Linked DNA regions of Mus musculus: region 1 is linked to region 2. A link is a contact called in public HiChIP or PLAC-seq data. All regions are on one chromosome and are shown on one strand. Each heading gives the region's core, a stretch centred on a gene start, on an enhancer-like site or on the middle of the called end of the contact. The rest is flanking DNA. Distances are from core to core; before and after follow the strand shown. Region 1 overlaps Halr1 (Hoxa adjacent long noncoding RNA 1). Region 2 overlaps Skap2 (src family associated phosphoprotein 2).

Region 1 (2,700 bases), core at 174-2,673, 160 kb before region 2:
TAAGACTAAAACCTCAACCATCCATTCAAAGCAGTCAACTTTGAAAAGAAGTGAAGGAAGGCAAATGAAGAGAATTGAGTAAGACTTTTAAAAAGGATTTACTTTATTTATGTTATGTGTATGGATGCTTTTGCTTGCCTGTATGTCTGTGTGCTATGTGTATGCACTGCTCAAGCAGGCCAGAAGAGGGCGATGGGTCCCCTAGAACTGGAGTTACGGGCATCTGTGAGCTGCCACCAGGATGCTGTGAACCCCTGCAAGTACAGCAACTGTTGAGCCATTTCTCTAGCCCACACGAGAATTTTATTTATTTATTTATTTATTTATTTATTTATTTATTTATTTATTTATACAGGGTCTCTACATAGCCCTGGCTATCTGGGAACTCACTATGTAGACAAGGCTAGCCTTGAACCCACAAAAATTTGCTTAACTCTGTCTTCTGAGTACTGGGTTTTCAAGCTTGTACCAGTATGCCCAGTTCAAGAACGGGTTTTTAAAAGGAGGTTAGAAAACATACTTTCCTGCTTTGCAAAAATCCATGGATAAATTAATATTGTTGCAAAGTATTTTTTGATTTTAAGAAATGTCTTGAAATTGAATTAAAATGTTTACAAATGCTTTGAAATTAGCTCTTAATATGTTTCTGTAAACTCAGATGCATTCTCTTTGGTCTTATGTGAAGTTTTTGTTGTTGTCTTTAAAGATTGTTTTTATTAATGTGTAAATGTGTGCATTTGTACACTACTTGTGTCTAAAAGTCTTGTGACCTTGTCAGGCAGAAGAGGGTGTGGGTCTCCTGGAATTAATTACAGTCACTTGTTCGATGAGTCACCAGGCTGGGGACTGAACTCAGGCACTCAGCTTCTCTGGAAGAGCAGGCAACTCTTACCTCGGAGTCACCTTTTCACAAGGCTTGATGTGTCGTTGAACTAGGCTGCCCATCTTGAATATTCAAGTTATTTTTCTGTTCTTCCTTTCCTTGGTGACATTTGTGACTTCACTCATATTTTCTTGCCTGTGGATCAAACCAAAAACTTGAACTCTAAGTTCATTTAGATATGAATAGTTTGTCCATAGGTTGGCTATTTAAAAAGTCTGTGGTAAAGCTCTTTAAAATAGTAAGTATGGCTATTGTAATATAACACACACACACACACACACACACACACACACACACACACGGAGAGAGAGAGTTTAAAACTCCCACTTTTTAAAAACAAGGTCTGAAGAAATGTGTCTCTCTAGAGTCTGTCTGGAATGACTAACCATAGATTTCTTTCAGTCGGCGCTTCAGTCTCTGAATGTTTGGAACCTTTCTTGGTGAGCGTGGTGGAAATGTTCTCCAAGTGTTGTCACAGATCCTGTTATTGATGTTAGTGGCAGAGCCTTCTAACTCTAACCCCTGCTGAGCCTTTAGAAACCTGGTAGATTGTTAACAAGGTTAGCAGGAGGTCATGAACTCTGCTCTGTAGACATGCAAAGTCTCAGAGCTTTGATATGGAATTGGCAGGGAAAGCATTCTCATATTTTAGAAACTAAAATTGTTTATGAAGGACAAACTTATAAAAGCCTGTTAGGTCTTAATACAGTTTCTGCTGTATACACATTGCATTTTCAAACATAACGTGCTTAGAGAATTGTTAGGAAAAGCTCAATTCTGACAGTATGTATAGCATCCCCCACCAGCCATTTAAAAGAATTAACATTTTTTTCTATATGTTAATGGAAGCCATTTAGAAATACTTAGTTATTTCCATAAAGAAGGTGTGTGGTAGCCATGCTGTGAAACTCAGTCATTTGACGATGATCAAAACCTGCAGTCATTAAAAAGTATATTTGTTACTTATATACACTTAAGAAAATATTTAGAGGAACAATTGCTGCATTGGAGTCGCAGTTATGACGCCCAGTTGGATACACTGTGACTACAGTGGTGTGGTATTTTTTCCAGCAGGTATTTGGGTATGGAAGAATTTTCTAGTGACCACTTGAACATCCCTACACTTAGTGCAAGTGATGTCTACTAAATCAGGAAAAAGACAGGAGGAGGCAGAGGTAGGGGTGGGAAGTTCACTGAAGTTTAACCTCTTCAAGTGCTCCCTAAGAATACAGTTCTGAAGAAAGTTGTATGTACTGTCAGAATTTAGCCACGGGGAGGAAAAGCTCAGAGAATCCCCAAGCATGCGCATTTGATCCACTCTTGACTCTTGGTCCTACACTCTCTCGATCGATCGTTCTTTTAAGCTAAAGGAACGCGTTTTGACCTCATTCCAGCTCCTGGCTGATTTCTAGGGTCAGACTCCACCAGCCTGAATAGCTCTCTCCAGGAAAGGGAGGCACTTCCTGGTGGGTGCAGGGCTTCTTTGTGTGCAAAGCTGATTGTCTTCCCACCCATTAGCATTTATTGAGTATTTGGTGAACAGCTGGGCACACCAGAAGCGGGGAGAGCTGATGCTAGCAAGTCTTTCAGGAGTCTTCCCCCATTTGTCCAGGAAGACAACTGTACAAGTCGGTTCTTGAAGTACGTCTTCTAATGCGCCCTAGTAGATCTATGGAGATGATCCCACCCTTTAGAAATGAATCCGATCGGTTGGTGAAGGAGGAGCCCACCTGGCAGGAGACAGCATTTCCTACAGAGGGCACGGAACAAAAGCATCACGCTGTGTTTTTGAAGGCAAGCAAGGAGCCTGGTGTGAC
Region 2 (2,787 bases), core at 29-2,528:
GGTTTTGATTTTAGCCATTATGATTGGTGGAATCTCAGGGTCATTTTGATTTGCATTTCTCTGATCACTAAGGACTTTGAACTTTTCTTTAGGTGCTTCTCAGCCATTCAAGATTCCTCAGTTGTGAATTCCTGGTTTAGTATATACCCCAGTTTTTGATTGGGTTGTTTGTTTTTTTGGTGATTAACTTCTTGAGTTCTTTATATATTTTGGATGTTAGCCTTTTATAGGATGTGGGGTTAGTGAAGATTTTTTCCCAATCTCTAGGTTGCTGATTTGTCTTTATCAACTATGTCCTTTGCCCTACAGAAACTTTCCAGTTTCATGAGGGCTCATTTATCAATTGTTGATCTTAGAGCATGAGCCATTGGAGTTCTGTTTAGGAAATTTCACCCTGTGCCAAATGAGTTCAAGGCTCTTTCCTACTTCTCTTCTATTAGATTCAATGTATCTGATTTTATATTGAGGTCCTTGTTCTACTTGGACTTGAGCTTTGTACAAAGTGACAAATATGGGTCTATTTTCATTCTTCTACATACAGACCGCCAGTTAGACCAGCACTATTTATTGAAGATGCTTTCTTTTTCCATTGTATATTTTTGGCATCTTTGTCAAAGATCAAGTGACCGAAAGTGTGTGTAAAAAATTAATTAAAAATAAAATTAAGTTAAAAAAGAAACTGATGTAACTTAAAAAAAAAAAAAAAGAATGTGTTAGAAGGAGGTTAACTAAGTGACCATAAATTGATTTCTACCTTTCAGCTTCATTTCACCTGCCTTATTCAGGAGTTATCCAAGGTTCAATATTTAAAGGAAATATAAACACCAGCTTTACAAAGCCTATGGATAATACTTGTCTTTCTCTTAAGAGTTCCCCATCAGCTTCTTTTGGAACTAAAATTTATTGCCAAGTTAGTCTATTGTCTCTCTAGTAGTGGTTAAATATGCAGATATCTTTACAAGGGCACCACAATGCCATCTCCTTTCGGCAGAGTTTGGTGGCTATAAAATGGGAAGTCTTACAAAGTAAGCAAATATAAATACTTATTTTTTAAGAAAGTTTTTTAACTAAGGAAAACCCCCACATGTGTTATTTTTAACACTGAGTTTTACATGCACCATGCTTTTGTTCAAAGGCTAAATATGCCCTGTTTTATATAGCCTGAAAGAATTACTTTTGTTAGTGATTGTACCCTGCTGAGGGACAGGCTTATGTCTTGGTCTTCTGTCTTTTGTGGTCCTAAAGACAAATGGGCAGTAGCTCTAATTATCTTGTAAAATAAGCAATAAAACTGACATAGCAATAGAACTTTTACCATTATAATGGTCTCTGTGAGCACATTCTTGTACTCCAACCTCAGAGAGCAGGACTTTGCTATGTCTTAGCTGCTACTTTGTGCAATTGTGTTAGGCTAGGACAAGCTGGGAGAAAAACCCAGTCCATGTTGTTTCTCAAGTGAAAATAAATTTTAACCATATGACCATTCAGAAGTTAGGAAAGTTGTTATATTTACTTTGATTTTACTGATGGTAAAATTACTAATGAAAGGCTTCATATTTGTGTGTAGATCTGCAAACTCTGGTTGGCTACCTGTTTTTGTTAGCCGGTAAGCAAAAGGTAGTTTCCACAGTTTAAAATGATTAAAAAAGAATATGTTTCCCAGCATGTGAGCACAATTTGACATTGAAGTCTCATTGGCCATGAGTAAGGTCTTATTGGGATATAGTTGAGCCCATTCATTTCTGTATTGTCTATGCTGCTTTCAAGTGAAAGGTAGTAGTGAACAGTGTGACACAGTCTGTCTGGATGGTGGAAAACCAAGGTTGTTTACTCTGCATACTGTCTAGATAGCTCCTCTGCAAGAATGGGACCCGTTATACATGCAGAAGCTGGCTGGCGGAGGGGTGGTGGGATTTTAAGAGAGGAGTGGTACATGCATGGATTGAGTTGAGCAGAATAAATGTCTGGCATGGTAAGAGCACTGAGTGTTTGCTCCAGCCACACATTTGCTTCAGAGGATTCTCTTAGTACCGACTCAGACAGGCTGTTTTACAGGAACCAGTATAGAGAGGTTAAGTAACTTGTCTAAAGTTAGGACTGAAAACAAAAGTTGGTTTTCCAGTTTAGCCCAGTGACTTTCTCAAAAGTCATACTTTGTAAATGTCTTCCATTGAACGTGTTCTATTCTCTAGTAAGAGTCAAGGATACAGGAGGAAATCCTAATTTGAAAATCTGAAGTTGAAAATGACACGCCACTACAAATGGAAAATTCCACACCATGAAACTTGCACAAAATTATTAAAATATTATGTAAAATTACTATTTAAATATATATATCAAATGTATTTGAAACATAAATGACTTTCATGTTTAAACCTGTATTCTGTCTCCCAAATAATCTCGTCTTGTTTATGTAGATATTTCCATATCAGAACTGAATTAATTCTGTTCCTTCCTATGCATTTTAGATAAGGCTGCTCAGTGTGTCTTCTTCTTTAGGGGGAAACCCTCACTGCTTCTCTAGCGTATAATATTACTGTGCTTGAAAGAGCTTAATTTGAAATTGAATTATTTTAGTTTATTAGAGATTATAAACAGGTTCTCCACTTATAAAGCATAAACTACTTGTTCTTTTTTTAAATTATAAACATTTTAAAATCTGTATTTGAGTGTTTAATTTGCATGCGTGTATGTATGTGCATCATGTGCATACAGTGCCTGAGGTGGTCAGAAGAGGGCATCAGTTCTGAAACTGGAGTCACAGACAGTTGTGAGCTGCTGTGTGGG

Evidence for each region. HiChIP or PLAC-seq counts read pairs in DNA pulled down with a chosen protein or histone mark.
Region 1: an H3K27ac HiChIP or PLAC-seq map of embryonic stem cells shows a contact between it and region 2, with 5 read pairs. The contact joins two enhancer-like sites. A contact is called at or near these places in 1 of 115 datasets of contacts at active chromatin or transcription factors (embryonic stem cells) and 3 of 9 other capture datasets (adipose tissue, liver and pancreatic islet).

Annotation. Positions count from the first base shown.
Region 1 is chr6:52,105,089-52,107,788 of GRCm38.p6, reverse strand. Halr1 (Hoxa adjacent long noncoding RNA 1) reads right to left here. Exons shown (of 3, transcript NR_110440.1): 2 at 893-1,018. Among named protein-coding and RNA genes, the nearest start is that of Halr1, 3.5 kb to the right of the region's middle. Within about 2 kb of position 1,423, at least 7 of the 459 cell types and tissues checked have an H3K27ac peak or open chromatin away from gene starts, as enhancers often do. A contact at or near this core is called in embryonic stem cells, where this site is marked.
Region 2 is chr6:51,946,367-51,949,153 of GRCm38.p6, reverse strand. All of the region lies in intron 4 of Skap2 (src family associated phosphoprotein 2), which reads left to right. Among named protein-coding and RNA genes, the nearest start is that of Skap2, 65 kb to the left of the region's middle. Within about 2 kb of position 1,278, at least 9 of the 459 cell types and tissues checked have an H3K27ac peak or open chromatin away from gene starts, as enhancers often do. A contact at or near this core is called in embryonic stem cells, where this site is marked.